Regions from separate parts of the Anser cygnoides genome. Here region 1 is linked to region 2. Evidence: chromatin contacts called from public Hi-C data. All regions are on one chromosome and are shown on one strand. Each heading gives the region's core, a stretch centred on a gene start, on an enhancer-like site or on the middle of the called end of the contact. The rest is flanking DNA. Distances are from core to core; before and after follow the strand shown. Region 1 overlaps LOC106031380 (a long non-coding RNA gene). Region 2 holds the start of TBX3 (T-box transcription factor 3).

Region 1 (3,409 bases), core at 277-2,776, 51 kb before region 2:
ACGTGAGTTTAACCGTGTTCCCCCCTACTCCTCAGTGATGGTTTTATCTTAACCAAAATGGGGACCTACCCCTGTCTTTCCAGGTTTTATAGGTGATTTGGAGCAGAAGGGAAAACATTGTGGCTACAGCTGAACTAGATTCTCTCCCTGGCCTTGCTACAAGTTTTCTGAGAAGCTACAGACCAGTCGCGTAGTTCCCTCCTCTGCCCTGGTACTGTTATTTGTGAATTGGGAATAATTAGCCTTTTTTTGACAGTCACATCTGGTCAGACCACAACCAACTGGAGCTTAACTTTAAAGTATGTGGCCAGATGCAAAAGCAATATGTTAGTCTGAACATTGGCTTTGTTTGATAATTTTCATAGCTAACATATCAGACAACTTGAGTGCAAGACGAATATGACTTGTTTCTGAGTCTGGTCTAAACAGTAGCTTGGCAGTCACATATTTCTATACTAGAGGAATTTTTTATTTTATTTTATTTTTAAGCCAACATGGTAATGCTGCTGCACATGTGGGTGGCACTGATTTGGGGCTGGAGATGCTAATAGCTCAAATGTGATATAGGAATTCGAGAGAAAAAAAAACATGGAAGCTCTTCTCCCAGATCAGAAGTAGGAGGGACCCTGAGGCAATAGGGATATTCTCTGAGTCCTCTGGATTTTTAAGAAGGGGATGTCTAATACATCCAGGTAGTGCCAGTTCTATCACCCCAGGTTTCAAAACCCTCTTGTCCACGCTGGTAGAAAAAAAGTTGTTAGAGATGCGTGCTGCTAATTTCTTAAAAATCCCTGCTTACTACCCCATGTCCCATGGGTACACTGCTCTGCTCTTGCATGTCTTAAGCAGATGTGCTGGGGAGGAAGGCAGGACCTGAGCCTTCGCACCTCTGTGCAGGATAGCTGGGAAGCATCAACCTGACCGTGCTCACACTTCAGATCGTTTACACAAGCTTTGTAAATCCAGTGCTTTGGGAATATGGTTGTCCTTGCCTGGGAATGCACAAATGAACTAAGCCCGCTACTTCCATGAAGCGTGGGACCAGTGAGTCACGTCACATGGATTGCCTTACATAGAAAAAATCCCTGCTAGGTGTCAGAGGAGAATGTGCTTTGTGCCTCTAGCCTCTGTGGTCGGGCAGAGCCTGCTGTAAAACTGTTCTGGTTGTGCGGCGAGCCAGCTAGGGCTGGGAGCTCTGACCAGATCACAGGAGCGCACGAATCCTACACAAATGTCCAAAAGCTTTTCGGTGGGAAAGGAGGACGCAAAATAAACTCAGGCTTGTAGCCGTGTTTGGCAGGGCTGTGATTTGTCTTATAAAGAGCATGTTTGCTAGACACGCTCCGGTGCACGTTTGATGCACCACAGGCTTGGATGGGGTTGCGGCTGCTCATGGCAGGACACCCGAGATCCCAGACTGCCTTCCTCCCCGTCCCCATCGCAGAAGACCTTGGGGAAGCTGAAGCCTGACTGCAAAGTTGCCTGTGAGCTCGTTATATTGGGATCCTTAAACCGCTGCGAGGGCTGTTGGATAATGTGTGGATAATTTTTTTCGTGGCGTTTTATGAAAAAGGAAATCAGGCCTGGGCTGGTGAGGCTGAAAGAGCAGGGAGTGGATGGGCTGTCAAGGGTCAGCCTCCCAATAGCCCTGTGATCAAAGGCTGCTCTCAGCAGCATGAGTTTATAGGCAGCCAAGACAAACAATGAACAACTTTATCTCCTTTCAGGAAAAAAAAAAAAAAGGGGGCTTACGTTCCAGGAAACCATTTCTGGACAAGACAGCTTTTGGTGGTTGTTCCCTCTCTCGTCTCTCATATAACACATCTATTTCTACTTGAAGGATGATAAGAGGGAGACGGCAGAGCAAACATTAATGGGGTTGTGCCGTGTTCTCAGTTGGTGTAAATAGGCACGGTCCCAGCGAAGCTGAAGCAGCGTGGCCAGTTTATTCCTGCTGAGAATCTGGCCTTCACCAGCAGCTGTCACTGGAAAAGCAGCAGGGAAGCTCCAAATTGAATCGGGGCCATTTCCACGAGTTCGATCCCTTCTCTGAAGGTGTTGCCTCATTTGTTTGCAGCTGGAGGCTTGCCCGTTTGGCTGTCCCAGCAGTGGCCTCCAATGTCAGCTGGTCAGCACACAGCTGGCCAGTTTGGAACACGTTGACTTCGCTGTCAGCTCGCTGGATAAAGGGAACAGAGGGGAAAAATATTTTGGGCTCCTGTGTACTTGATTATTTGTTTGGGAGGAGAGGAAGATATGAGAAGAAAGACTCTCATTCCTAAAATGGAAAAAGTTGCAAAACTTTTAGTTGGGTTTGGATCCAAGGGAGAGGAATCTTCTCAAAATGCGGAGTGTTTTTGATTTAGGATTTCCTGTTGGATGCATTTCAGAAAACTAGTTAAGTCAGAAGTGGCCAGATTCTCAGCTTAGACTAAAGCTGCAAAGCTCCGCTGATAGGAACCAATATCGGGCAGTGACTCCAGCTGAGGATCTTGGCTCGAGGTGTGGTGGCGGATCGAGAAGATCTCTCCTCGCTTGTGGGTTCGGAGCAGGAGTAAATCAGATGTTTGATCCCCCTGAGATGCAGACACCCCCGGTGAGCTGGGGGGGCTGTTCTTAGCAGATGTAAATGTCTTCATGGCGTGGGCTGTGAGGTTTGTTTAGGTGCTTGCAGTCAACTGGCCTGAGCAAATCAGACCTGGGGGAGGTGGGAAGCCTCCCGGCTTTTCAACCAAACAGCCTTGAGGATTCTTGTAGCCATCGCTGCTCTCTGTGCTACATATTTATACCCTTCTACACACTGAACATGGAAAATATTGTGAGAAAAGCTTTCCGAGCCGGGATTTAGGGCTGAGAATAGAGGCAGAAAGCCCTGGGGGCTCAAGAGAACATATTTCCATAGTCTTTCCAGATGTCCCTACAAAAAAAAAGTAGTGGAGAGTTGGAAAAGTGTGGCCGGCTCCAGTGATGGGTGCTCCTGAGAAGCTACCTGGGATCGTCGCCTCGAGGTGTAGGAACGGCGCCATGGGAATGGAGCTGCTGCCGGAACAAAGGATGAGGTGCACAGGAGTGCTTCCCCGTCTCCCCTTAGGGATAAATCCAGTCTCATGTTATGGATTTAGAGGTGCAGGGGGAGAGGAAGGAAGAGCTGGGCCCAGGCCGGCATACCGAGGCTAGTGGCAGCACCAGGACTGGTCTCCTCGTTCTCCATCCCAGGGTCCTGCAGCACGAAGCCTGTGAAGCTGTGAAAATGCAGCCACCCCAGGGAGATAAGCATTCATAACCAGGGTCCTGCACTCTGGCAGAAAAGCCTGAGCTGAAGCGGAGCCTCGTTGATGGCACGGTTTTGGTTTGGGTGCCTTTAGCTGTGTGCGTTTTCTTCTCTCCCCCTTCCTCCCACCTCGGGAAG
Region 2 (3,426 bases), core at 778-3,277:
CCGGCGGGCGCAGGGCGCGGGGCGAGGCGGTGCTGGCAGCGGCTGCGCTTCTCCTGCCAGAGACGGGGAGACCCTCCTGCTCCCCGCGACGGCCCGAAGGCCCGGCTGGGGAGAATCGCCGCGATGTTCTCCGAGCCGCCCGGCCTTCGCTGTGGGCTCCGTTACGGGGAAGGTGTAACGGCTGGAGGCAGGAGCCGGAGTCTCGGTTGGGAGCAAGGGGGGCTGGAGGAGCTCGGTCCCTTCGATGAGAGCTCGCCGAGCGCTGCGCGGGCAGCCAGGCTCCTGGTTTCTTGAAACACATCAGTCCCACCCCCCCGCCCTTGTCTTTTTTTTTTTTTCCCCCCCCCCCCCGTTTTCTTTGAATGCATTACTCCCGCTTCCTTTCCTCCCTCCTCCTCTTTTCTCCATCCACCCCCACCCCCGACCAAAGGGGAGATATTTTGGTGAATGCAAAGCGATCCTAGACGCTGGTTACTACAGGGACTTCACCAAGCTGGCGCCAAGCGCTCTTAGCCATGTGCGTCAAAAATGCAATGCTAGAAGAGCTAATCACTTTAGAGGTTCCGCTCCCATCTGCGCGCCGTCAGCGCCGAGCCCCCGCGGCCCCGCTCCGCCGCTCCCCTCCCGGAGGATTCTCTGCCCCTCGTTAAAGAAAGAAGGGGGGAGCCCCCAGGGCCCCCCCCCCCCCCATCCCCGGCTGGGGGGGTGTTTCGGTGCTGGGACATCCCGTCCGACCCACGCGTGCCCTGCGCGCCCCCTGCGCCACGGACCCCCCCCTCCCCCACGCGCACACCCACGCCGCAAACGCGCACCCACGGACACGCAGCAGCTTTCTGGGGGGGGGGGGTGTGGATAGGAAGGGGGGGGGGCACAATCTGACACTCACAACCCCCATCTCGCTGCCCTGCGCTGTCACCCCCCCCCAGGAACATGTCTCAAAAAAAAAAAAAAACTTCCCAGGCGCATCCTGGCCCGGAGCTTCCCTCTCCGTGGGGCCGGGCGGGGACCCACGCGTGATGGTTTTCCCGCAGGGAAGCGGCTCCCAGCGGGCCGGGGCCAGGAGGGGGCCGGGGCCGGGCCCCCCCCCGTCGGGCCGGGCGCAGGGAAAGCCGCACTTCCCGTCTCCTCCCCGCACACCTCATGGAAGAGGAGGGGTGTGGGAGCGTAACCCTCTCGGCGCCGGTGGCAGCCGAGCTGCCGCACTCCTCCCCACCGCCACGGAAAGGGAAAAAAATAATTAAAAAATAAAATTAAAAATAAAAAACTCGTGGTTTTCTTTTTACCCCCCCACCCCGCAGCCTTTACGGGCAGCGGAGCCGGGGCTGAGCGGAGCCGAGCGGCCCCTGCCCGGCTGCAGCCGCCCACGACAACAACAGCGGGCTTTGGGGAGAGCGAAGTGCCCGAGCCCAGCCCCGGGGGTGCTTTCCGTGTCAGAAAAAAAAAAAGCAACTTTTTTCCAATTATTTATTTCGGGGGGGCACCGCTGAGCGGCGGCGGGAGGGCACGAGGGGTGCGGACACGTTCCCTTCAATCCCCCCCCCCCCCAAATCCTCTCTCCACGGGTGCTGGCAGAGCTGCGGTGGGGGCACCCGAGGCCGGACCCCCCCCCCCCCCTTCCCCGATGTGCCCCCCACCCCTCCTCTCCCTTTTCCTCCCGCTCGCCGCAGCGGTGGAAGCTCCTACCGGGGGGGCCGCCGAGCGGCGGTGCCCAGCGCGCCGGGGCCGGCCGGGGGGGGGGGCGGGGGGGGGGGGCGAGGCGGCCCCGAGCACCCCCCCTAGAGGCGGCTCCCGGCTCGCCTGCTCCCCTCCCCTCCGTGCTCATGTTGACATATTCACACGGCACGGAGTACTAGTGATGCTTTGCTGCAGCGTTACAGTTTCCGACACCTTCTTTTTATAACTCGGCTCTGTCCCCCTTCCACTCGACCTGTCAAAACCACGCCTATGGAGCCACACAATTGGTCCGAAAGCGTCAAAGAGCCAATCAAGGAGGCTCCAGCTCCCTTGTAACCCACAACACATCCATACAATCTGGTGCACGCAGAGCACAGACTCACAGGGAATTCTCAGAGCTGAGAGGCTCCTTCTCTCTCTCTCCCTCTCTCTCTCTCTCTCCCCCCCTTTCTCTTTCTCTCTTTCTCCCCCCCTCCTTTCTCCTTCTTTCTCTCTCTTTCCCTCTCTCTTTCTCCCTCTCTCCTTTGCTGGAGCGGAGACAAGAGTATAATTCTTCCCGATTTTTTTTTTTTTTTAAAGAGAAAGGGAAAAAAAAAAAAGGCGGAGGAGGGTGAAAGAAAGAAGAGATCCTGATGGAAATCAGGGCACTCTGACCAGCTCCTGCTCGGAGAGGGGGGAAGGCGAGGCGGAAACGAGATTTTCCTCCAAGTTTTTGCTGCTGCCGCTGCCTGAAGGTTGCCGAGGAGCCGTCCTCGGTCGCCGAGGGGGGGTGGGTTTGTTTGCTTCTTTCTGCTCTCCCTCCCTTGCCAGCCTCTGCTCTGCAGCCTGACCGTACGGAGGAAAGGTGGAGGGGTGGGGGGGAGGGGGGGGGCAAAGCCAGCCACCCAAAAAGAAAAGCCAGCTTGGAGCCGTCACCCTCCGCAACGAAAGAAGAGAGGGGGGACTGAGAGCACGAGAAAAAAGAAGAAGAAGAAAAAAAAGGATCTCGGCTTGTCCAGCCCTTCTGCGGCAACGGGAGCAGCCTGCGAGCCCGGTGGATTTTTTTTTTCCCCTTCTTCGGCGTTTCTTTTCGAGCGCAAGGACTTCCACTCAGGAAAAAAAAACAAAACAAAAAACAAAACAAAACAAAAAAACTCGCAGAGACAGAACAAAAAAAGAGCACGACTAATAATGAACAATCCTGTTAATCCGCTGTCCCGAGGGCTGGGGATGTGCCCCGGCTCGGGAAGTTGTAGGCTGTAGAAGTTCTGCCTCTCCCCATGTACTGTGCTGTCTAGAGCTTGTTTCCCCCACCCTATTTTTTTTTATTTTTATTTTTTTGGTGCTTTATCGCTGTTATTGTTATTATCTTAATTTTTCTTCTTCATGATGTGCTGTTAGAACCCACTCCAGGACTACTCCAGCAGTAGGAAGACCGAGGAGTGGAGTGGATGAATATACCGATGAGAGATCCAGTAATCCCTGGGACAAGCATGGCTTATCATCCTTTTTTACCTCACCGGGCACCGGACTTTGCCATGAGCGCTGTGCTGGGACATCAGCCTCCCTTCTTCCCCGCTCTGGCTTTGCCTCCCAACGGGGCGGCCGCCCTCTCCCTGCCGGGGGCTCTGGCTAAACCCATCATGGATCAGTTAGTGGGGGCCGCAGAGACTGGGATCCCCTTTTCTTCCCTGGGCCACCAGGCAGCAGCCCATCTGAGGCCTTTAAAAACTTTGGAGCCAGAAGAAGAGGTGGAAGACGACCCCAAAGTGC

The links. A called contact is a pair of places that touch in the nucleus more often than the background predicts.
Region 1: a contact with region 2 is called in a Hi-C map of liver, with 10 times the contacts expected there. The contact joins the enhancer-like site here to the promoter of TBX3 in region 2. A contact is called at or near these places in 2 of 7 Hi-C or Micro-C datasets (both in liver).

Annotation. Positions count from the first base shown.
Region 1 is chr17:12,689,943-12,693,351 of Taihu_goose_T2T_genome, reverse strand. All of the region lies in intron 14 of LOC106031380 (a long non-coding RNA gene), which reads left to right. Among named protein-coding and RNA genes, the nearest start is that of TBX3, 51 kb to the right of the region's middle. Within about 2 kb of position 1,526, at least 1 of the 3 cell types and tissues checked has open chromatin away from gene starts, as enhancers often do. A contact at or near this core is called in liver, where this site is marked.
Region 2 is chr17:12,639,639-12,643,064 of Taihu_goose_T2T_genome, reverse strand. TBX3 (T-box transcription factor 3) reads left to right here and starts at 2,027. Exons shown (of 8, transcript XM_066978725.1): 1 at 2,027-2,443; 2 at 3,055-3,426. The coding sequence starts at 3,105.